Linked DNA regions of Ovis aries: region 1 is linked to region 2. A link is a contact called in public Hi-C data. All regions are on one chromosome and are shown on one strand. The core of a region is the stretch at or near the end of the contact, and the rest is flanking DNA. Distances in the headings are between cores, read along the strand shown.

The links. A called contact is a pair of places that touch in the nucleus more often than the background predicts.
Region 1: a contact with region 2 is called in a Hi-C map of hypothalamus, with 4 times the contacts expected there. The contact joins two enhancer-like sites. A contact is called at or near these places in 2 of 16 Hi-C or Micro-C datasets (hypothalamus and liver).

Annotation. Positions count from the first base shown.
Region 1 is chr12:32,740,056-32,745,111 of ARS-UI_Ramb_v3.0, reverse strand. All of the region lies in intron 3 of AKT3 (AKT serine/threonine kinase 3), which reads right to left. Among named protein-coding and RNA genes, the nearest start is that of AKT3, 110 kb to the right of the region's middle. Within about 2 kb of position 2,916, at least 9 of the 54 cell types and tissues checked have an H3K27ac peak or open chromatin away from gene starts, as enhancers often do. A contact at or near this core is called in hypothalamus, where this site is marked.
Region 2 is chr12:32,176,816-32,181,661 of ARS-UI_Ramb_v3.0, reverse strand. LOC121820771 (a long non-coding RNA gene) reads right to left here. Exons shown (of 5, transcript XR_006061457.2): 4 at 1,812-4,846; 5 at 1-1,200. Among named protein-coding and RNA genes, the nearest start is that of SPMIP3, 59 kb to the right of the region's middle. Within about 2 kb of position 1,866, at least 20 of the 54 cell types and tissues checked have an H3K27ac peak or open chromatin away from gene starts, as enhancers often do. A contact at or near this core is called in hypothalamus, where this site is marked.

The DNA.
Region 1 (5,056 bases), core at 1,667-4,166, 560 kb before region 2:
GCAAAATAGAATTAGAACAATCAAATAATGCTTTATAATGCCCTGAGGAGATAAAATATTCTTTTTAATGTTGTTTGTTCACTACAGTTATTACATTTATTAACTGTAAAGTGTTCAAACACCTTTATCTTAAAAATAATTATAACCCCATTACAGCTTAAGTACTGACTATAGCAGAGAAAAGGCTTCCCAAGTGGCACTAGTGGTAAAGAGCCCGCCTGCCAATGCAGGAGACGTAAGAGATGCAGGTTTGATCCCAGGTTGGGAAGATCCCCTGGAGAAGGAAATGGCAACCGAGCCCAGTACTCTTACCTGGAGAATCCCATGGGCAAAGGAGCCTGGCAGACTACAGTCTATGGGGTGGCAAAGAGTCAGCTACGACTGAGACAACTGAACATGCACCCATAGCAGAGAAAAATATGGTTCCAAAATAATGTGATTAATCTTGAATTAAGGGAATGCATACAATTTTCTGCAACCCTGTGCTAAATTTTTGAAGAAGGAAAATAATTTTATAGGATACAACATAAAATCATCATTACTAAATGACCACTGACCTCACACCCCCAAAATAGGTACAACATTCAACAACTTTATTGATATTCTCTTGAAATAACTGATTTCCCTTCAGATTTATGAAGCAATCATATAAATCACCAAATAAACGTTAGGTTATAAAAAAACAACCTTATATATCTTAGATGGTTCCCTAGAACTTTGAGCTCATTTTGCAGCAAGTAGGCATTATAAAAGCACTTCAATTACAAGTTTCAGGTCTTTAGACTTACACATCAACAAAAATAAAATATGAGTAACAGCTACTATTGCACATGTTCCAGACATTCCAAAGATACTACTATCTCATTTAGTTCTTACAAGATCCTTAAATATCAGTGGTCGTTTCCTTCTTTCAACACATAAAGAAATTCAGACATGTTAAAGGAACTTTCATAAAGTCACTCATTTAAGTTAACTGATGTTTACATCTGGTGTGAGTAACTTCAAAGACACTCTGCCTTGAATATTTCAAACACCTTGGTAAGTATATTTGCCTGCCTAAAGATTTTACAAACGGTTCTGGGGTAACACGATATGAAGAATAAAGCACGGAACTGCAAGTCCGCTTTTATACAAGCTTGCTTTTGCTCAGCCTCTCACTAACATCCCGGCCACTGTCAAACCACACTCTCAGTTTAACACCTCTACCTGGAAAATGATTTGCTGCTTCCTCCCAAGCTTAGCACGGATATCAAGACTGACTATATAAAACTATAAACATATGTACATAATTCTACATACAAAAATATGGACATATGTGTGGCTTTCCAAATCAAAGAAAAAACTAAATATACAAGACAAAGGAGAGGTCCTCTAGCCTTTTCAGCAAATACGGATTAGTCACTTGGGGAAAAACTGACATTCAAGATAAAAAGTTTTTCTAAATAGACCTGACCTCTATTTCTTTCTGAAGAGTAGAAAATAACAGATAATCTCCCTTTAGTCCTTTCAGAAAGACATTACTGTGGACATAAAGCTCTGTCAGTCTGTTTGCCTTTCAACCACATTTAAGGCTTTTTTCTTAATAATTAGGCAATAAAACCCTAAATGTTTTAGGAAAGCATGAGTTTACCAAAAGCCAAAATAAAAACCCTCTAATTCCCCACACTTTTTTTTTTTTTTTTTTGGTGATAGAAATAGAGAAAAAACGAAATAGAGAAGTCAGAGCTTCTCTTTCCATTTTCTAATAAACTCATATATGATTGGTCTTAAAGTTTTGCAAAACTTTGAGGTGTTCTACAACATAAACACCTTTCGGAAATTTTACCTAGCATCACTATTCCTTTTCAATTATTTAAGGTCAAAGTAATGAAAAAAAGTTAACTAAACATACTTAGTGCACCCTAAAGTGTTACCATAGTATTGAAAAAGATTTCAGACATATCAAATCTCTAATATCTAATGACAAGAATGAATCAGAAGGAAACAGACAACCAATGCATTACTCCATAAAGAAAATGCATTAACTGTCATTTCCAGAATCAAAGACAACCAAGAGAAAGGGTAACCAAGAAGACCAGACTGTTATACAACTTTGTTTCACAACTTGTATCCTAAGTATGATGGAATCACTTACTTAGTAAAGTGAATTTGGTAGTATCTCACCCCTAGTGGTAGGCTATAAAATCAATTCAGTGAATAGTGTCAAACTTAATATATGTGCGCATTAAGAGCAAGGTGATTCACCTGACTTATTTCCTAATCAAAATCTCCTGTTATCAGTTAGCAGCTCACACCTAATCCTAACCAAACAGATTAGCTATCATCTGTATGGAGAAATAAGGAAGGTTTTATTGCCATTTTAAGAGAAGCTGTTTTCTAAAACTAGACGTGAATAACAGAAGGAAGAGGAAGTACTAAGCCCCTAAACTAATTAACGAACTAAGGGGAAGGGGCATGCAGGAAAACAATGATAATTAGTATGTAGCCTTGGTTAACCAAATCCACACATACATTCATTCTGTATATGCACAAACATCAGCAGCATCATAAACCGTCTCAAGTTCTAGCCATTATTCAGTTCGACATCTGCACATGTTTATGCGTCTCTCCAAACAACCTCTTGAACACCCTGCTGGAGCTGTCATTTTTTTCTTCTCCCTATCTGGCAGATGGCAAGTCAACAATCGGCATCAACAGCAGCCGAATATCCCCCCCTCCATTCCACCCCCCTAAACAGACACAATAATAACTTCTTTGTGCTTCCCTACAATGCAGCTGCTTAAACCATTTCGCTACAAGGCTGCTTTGCCTTAATAAAAAAAAAAAAAAAAAAAAAATCCCTTCTGTCAAGTCTAAAAAGCAGCATAATGTTAAGCAAGCTAAAGCCACAGCACAGCTGCAAACGGGCAGACACATTGACAGCTCCTCCCTTAACAAAGCCCTGTGAATTGAAGGGGGTTCATCTGAGGCTCACACAGTAATTAGTATAAAAAAGTCCGACAGCCTCTATTATGCTAAAGGAAAAAAAAACTGGACAGAACTGGGCTGCTGTTTTGCGTCAAGAGTTCTGCTGCAGAGTAGATAAATCATGTTGGGTTTTTTCCTCTCTTTTTAAAGACAGTAATAAGGAGGATGAGAGAAGCTAATTTGAAAACTTGGACACAGTAATTGTACCATATGGTGAGCATTTATCCTTTCTGAAATGCACGCTAACAGTCACTTACATGCACACTGCTTTGTTTTACAGTTGTTATTCTCTCCACCATATTCATAAAATGGATTTGAATATCTGATACTCAAGAGAAGTTGTGTGTAATTAGCAACAGAACTGCCTGGGCTTAATTTATTGGCCTTGCACTCCAATCTAGAAAATGCAAAACAAAATTAAACAATGTGTCCACTTTGTAAAATGTTTTTTAACTGAAAAAAAAAAAAAAAGAATGAATACAGGTTCACAGGAGTGTTGCTGTTAAGGTACAGTATATTTTTGAAAATTCCAAAAGAATAAGCTATGGCTGTTAGAAAGATTTGAACAGACACATTTCAATATAGCAAATCACTAAATGACCTTCCATTAAGATCATGTCATTCAAGTCTGTATTTCATTGATGCAGATATAACTCTTCTCCATATGTATCAGTAAATCTAGACAACAGAATTTCCTTGTATGTGTCCTAAAATTTTCTTCCAGAAAATCTGTCAATTAAATAGCTTAAGTACTGTGTGCCAAGGACTATGAAAGGCACAAGAAGGATATATCCACAAGTTTTCAAAATTAAAGTTTTCTAAATTAAAATTTGAACATAAATTTTTGTTTGTCCACTTTGAAATCTATAAAAACCTACCTACCATTTTTTTTTAAAGTGTTTAATCACATTAGGACATTGCTTATAAATCCAATATATGACAGCAACATTTTTCTGACAAAGAAATATGAGTAGAAAAAAAACATAAATTAGTTTTTCCCTAATTGGAAGTAAATTCATTTTAATAACAGCTGTGTGTCTCGCTAGATAAAAAACGTAAAGTGTTTATCTTCCATGAACTATATTTTAAACACTGAACTATTCAACTAGAACTCATATGAATCACTGAAATTTCCAGTAAAGTGAAATGAAATCACAGGTCTGAATTTCTACCATTTACATGTACCCACAAGTACTGTTCCGATCAGTATTCTGGGGACACAAAAAAATAATATATTTTTAGAAACTTTCAGTTCAACGTAGAACTCAGGAGTCCCTACTAAAGCTTTAAACTGGTGTCTTACATGATAGTAAATAATGTTGATATCAGTGGTAATGATATCCCAACATTATCCTAGAAGACTGTGCTCCCACCAAGGCAGACAGGCCTAATTACATTCAGAAGGACCAGTCCATCCAAAAGTTGCACCAGTAAATTCCTACAATAAATCTCTACCTTGGAAGATATAAACTTAGAAAATAAAATCTTTATCACTAACTACTGATACTGTGGCTTCCCTTTATGCTACTAGCATTGGGCCACAAAACCAATTTACCCTAAAATTAAAATGTTTCATTTTTATATTTTGCTTTATAGTTTTCTAAACATTCCCAAATATTAAAGATTGGCCTGACTTCAAAAAAATGTGCTACAGTATTTCATCATCAATTTTCCTTAGCTAACTCTACCAACAACTTCTAATCTATCTGAAACCATTTTTGCACTATGCAATGCTAATGCAAAAAATCTGATTGTCCAAGGGGTAAATTAAGACTATTTTAAAAGTCTCTTTTAATAAGAAGTATTTGTTGACTAAAAACAATAATTTAAGAAGAATGCTTTGTGTAGTCACAATTTTGAAGACTTTTTACCTAAGGGGGGAATGGATGGCAGTGGGAAGAATAAAATTCAGTCTGAACTAAACTGTCAAGAAAATGTTTAAAAATTAGAATTACAGAACCAAATGATATTACTATGTCCAATAAGCATTTTCATTTTGGTTTACCTAACATATATCTTTTTAAGAGCTCGTGTATGCCACAGAAGTAAAAAGCTGATGTTTTCTTATTAAATGTGAATAACCAAAATC
Region 2 (4,846 bases), core at 617-3,116:
GCATGAGTTTACCTGCCCAAAACTAGCACCGGCAGACACGGTTAAGGATGGCTTTATCCCTAGAGCAATTAGTCCATGTTGTAAAGGGATCCTAAGGATGCTGCCAGCTATCTTGGGATAATTGGGACCTGACAGCAAATAAATCCTGCAGAATTAGGACTAGTTTTCTTATCCCAAAGCCCCAAAGTGAGGACCACCTTCCAAAGGCTCAGAATCCAAAGTCTGTTATCCCCTTTGTGGATAGCGCCTGTCCTGGACTGCACGCCCTACACTCCTCCCCCGGAGTACCCATGCAGGCCAGAGACCCCAGCTGGCAGCATGGTGCCACATGGACAGCGGTCAAAGAACACCCAGATGCACACTGCAGCTGAGGGCCAGACCTTTCGGGTCAGTGGCTGCTGTGCTCAGTTCTCTCCCTGCCTCCTCAAGTTCAAATGCCAGCCTGATTTCTATCTGGAAGCCTCCCAGCCCAAACATGGAACAAAAGTTCCCTCTGACAAGCCCATTCTGGGTTCCAAAGTATGTTTTTATGTTTGTTGGCAAATGGAAGTGTCACCAACAACAATAACAACACTGTTTCCCCTCCGCTGGAGCTACTTCATTTCTTCACATTTGTTCCAGAGCTGGAGCTGGAGAGATGAATAATGCAGGCTAGGCGGCTGGCCCGAGCCCTGACCTCGTGCCTCCAAAAGCAAACACGGTGGTGAACGTGGAGACTTGTTTGTTTGAACTCTCACTGGCTAACTTAAAATAGGAAAAGAAAGAAAAAAGAAAAAAAACACCTACCACCATCCCATTTCATCAGTGTAGCCACTGAAGTTTTATTGTTTTGCTTTTTCTTTTTCTGTTTTCATTTCTCACTTTTTGAAACAAGGAGCTACAGCCCTCTACTGGTGCAAGAGACGACACCAATTCACCAATCGTCAAGGCTACCCTGCCATCTTGTGGCCATCTTACCAATGTGCAAGTTTAGAGACAACCAACTGCCCAACACCTTAAAACACAGGTTGCTTGAAGGAATCTTCCAAATATTTAGACAGGCTTTCATTGCAGACACCTTGAGAAGACAGATCTGATTATTTGGGGAGGATATAGATTGGGTTTGGAGTCAGAATGTCGTTCTGTATCTCAGCGCCCGTCCACCTCTCGAGGCATCACGCTTGAGCAAATAATTTCATTTTTATGAAGTTGTTTTTTCATCTGTAAAGTAGAGGTCATAATAAATGTTTGATTCTTGAGTTTTGTGAAGCTTAGATAAGACTGCCTATAAAAAGTGACTTGTAAACTTTATACACAAATACACATAAATATGAGCTTCCCAGGTGGCTCAGTGGGTAAAGAACCGACCTGCAATGCAGGAGACACAGGGAAAATCCACTGGAGGAGGGCATGGCAACCGGCTCCAGTATTCTTGCCTGGAGAATCCCATGGACAGAGCAGCCTAGCGGGCTACAGTCCATTGGGGTCACAAAGAGATAGACACAACTGAAGTGACTGTGTAGGCACACATAAATATATGTTAATATCTCTAAAGAAGTAGATTATCTCACTATACTTGGTAAGACTTTTTTCAGAGACTCAAAGCCTGTTTCGCTACCTGACCTTTAGGATAAAGCCTGAGCCTTAGGCTTAAAGGGAGAAGGACTTCACATTGTTCCATGCTTTTCTAAATGCACACCGTCAAATTCCTTAGCTTTCACTTTCCTGATGCAAGTAAAACCAGTTTCTTCAGCCTTTCTTCATAGGGCCAGCAAATCAGTCATGGGGAACAAGGAACATCAGTGAGCTTTTGGAGGTTAAACTCTGCTTACCTGGAGTCACAGAGTGCCCATTAACGCCTGAGCTTGAGTACTTGGCTACCTTGTCTTCTGGAAAAAGCCTGAGCCAGATGCAGCTGCTGAGGAAGCACCCGTAGAGGCCTGAGTGGCACAGGGCTGACGCGGGATGACTCATCAAACACAAGATGGGTTTGGCCGCTGCTTCTGTGCAGCTGTTTAGAGGAAGCCAAGAATTTCTGGTGCCTCGCTCTGGACTTGGTGAACAAACCCAAGTGTTGCAGTCCTCACTTTGTGCTAAAATTTCTGCCCGGCCTGGGTTGGCAGATTAGCCGGCGCTGGGTCTACTGATAAGAATGTCCAAGGCCCTATCCTGAGCTCAGAGGTTTCCCACCCATGGACTGGCCCTTTTCGTCCTCCAGTTACAGTTTATCACACGTCTCATTGATGCAGGAGGCAGGCTTAGGGCACATTTGGCAGCAGGATCAATAGTTTTGCAGAGAGAAAATAGCATGCCAGCCAAAAGGACATCAAATCCTTGGGTGAGTGGTGAGGAGCTGTGACTCAGATTTCCAGGCCATCTGCCCCCCAGGCTGGGCTCCGCTTCCACCTGTTTCCAAGTTTTGTTCATCCAGGCCTGTCCTCAGGAAGCCACCTTCAGATTCCTGAATGTTACCGGTGTGTTAGCAGGTGAGGGGACCAAGGAAGGTCCTGTGGCAGGTGAGGGGGATGGGGAGAAGGTCATGCTCCTGTCCTGCCCAGTGAGGGTCTCCTTCTCAAGGCCGAGCCACACCTCCACAGCCAGAGAGGCCACTCATTCCCCTTCTAGTCCTCACTGGGCTGCCCCAGAATCTCTCACAGAGACCAGCCTGTGGAAGAGCCTTTCTCCACAGTCACCCCTACAGAGGTGATTCTTCCTTCTGCTGCAACTATGAGGGGCAGCAGTCAAGGTCTTTCTGTCTGGAAGCTATAAGAGAGTCAGGTTTTTCTTCAGAGTTTTCCTCACTTTATAAACTATTTATATCAGCCAAATGAGAGTAGGAACCAAAGGTATGGTGGCCAAACGTTCTGAGCTGAAGTTCATATGACTTGACAAAGCAAAGGCGATCGTCAGCGCACTGAGACTGCTGACAACATTATTAGTTTTTGTTGTGTGTTGGTAAAGATGGATTTTGGAAATTCAAGCACGTAGGTTTGAGTGCCAGCAATGTGCAAGAGGCAGCCAGATATCAGAGTGTGGGGGTGTCAGAACGCACTCGGGACTGGGTGCTCTCACATTCACACGCTCAACTGTGATCGGTGGCGTGGAAGCAGGGGCACTATCAGCTTTAAATATGACATATATGGCTACTATATATACACACACACTATATATGTAATGTAATGTGTATTACACGTGTGCTGTGCTCAGTCATGTCCAACTCTGACTCATGTGAGCCCATGGACTGTAGCCCACCAGACCCCTCTGTCCATGGGATTTTCCAGGCAAGAAGACTGGAGCGGGTGGCCATTTCCTACTCCAGGGGATCTTCCCCACCCAGGAATAGAACCCAAGTCTCTTGCACCTCTTGCACTGGCAGGCAGATTCTTTACCAACAGTGCCACCAGGGAAGCCTCTCTACAGATTATGGCTACAGTAAAGATTTTGACTGGCCTTTGTCCCTGTTCACCTCTAAACCCTTGGACTTCCTGGAGTCACAGGAGTCTTATTATTCATGGTGGCCCCTCAGACCACCTCTGAGTTTATGCTAATGAGGTGACAGGTGGTGGATTCCTAGATAGTTTCAGGATAGGGTCTGGCAGAGCTGAAAAGACCCACATGTGATTAGAGTTGGACTTTTGAGCCATGTGATGTCAGCCCCGCCTCTGGGGAGGGGAGTTGGGGCTCAGTCTCTGTGGCCGACCATTCAATGGATCATCCCTGCACAACTAAAACTCAGTAAAAACTCTGGCCACCCAGGCTTCCCTGGGTGGTGGTGACACTGACGTGCCAACACAGTAACAAATCCTGAGGACACGGGCAGAGCATATTCAGGCCCCTCCTGGCCTTGCCCTGGCTGGTCCCCATTTGTATCCTTTCCAGTGAACTGTGTCATAAAGTACAGCACTTCCCTGGGTTCTGTGAGTCATCCCCACAAATTGTGGAACCTGAAGTGGTGCTTGGAATGCCCCTAGATTTTAGCCAGCTGGTCAGAGGACAAGGCCTGGGAACCCCCACCCCAGAAGCTGACTTCTGAAGTGAGGGAAGTCATGTGGAGGGTGTGCCTTAATTCGTGAGTTACACTGCACATTGGAAGAAACTACAGAGAGCCCTGGGGAAATCAGGGCCCTGGTGTGGGCCCTAATGTTTGTTCACGTTCGCCTCCCTCGTTACGGAAGAAACATCCAATAATGCGTGTGGGTTGAAGGAGTAAGTTAATTCTGTAACAGAGGATTCACTGCCCATTGCCCAGCATGGGGTGTGGATCATGCCTCATCTGACCTCCCAAACCAGCCCCATCCCCACCCGTACTCTTCTAAGTGTCTTTTCTGTCCTGGAGCTGACAAGGGCCCTGGGAGGATCTCTCTGTCCATCCGTCTGTCTCTTCACCTTTATACTCAAATCCCCTTACATGAACTCTCATTAGCTTGTTTTCTCCCACAGTCTGGTCCTTAAGAACTTAGTGGCACTTTATACCAGAGTCCAAAAACCAATAATAACACGAAGCTAGTTGTCTTCCCTGGAAAGGGAAAGGAACTGCTAAAGAGGAATCTGATATGTTTTAAGAGACTCTTCCTTTGAACTGGAAGTTTCACTCTTTTTTTAAATTGAGATATAATTGACATTTAACACTGGGATTTGTTTTAGGTGTACAACATAATATTTTTTTTGTTTACAACGTAATATTTTATATTTGTATAAATTGTTAGATGATTATCAGAATAAGTTTCGTTAACATCCTTCACCACACATTTACAGACTTACAATTTTTTGTGTGTGTAGATTTTTAAGACCTACTCTCTTAACAGCTTTCAAATATATGAGGCAGTGTTATTAACTACAGTTAGCATGCCATACACTACATCTCAGA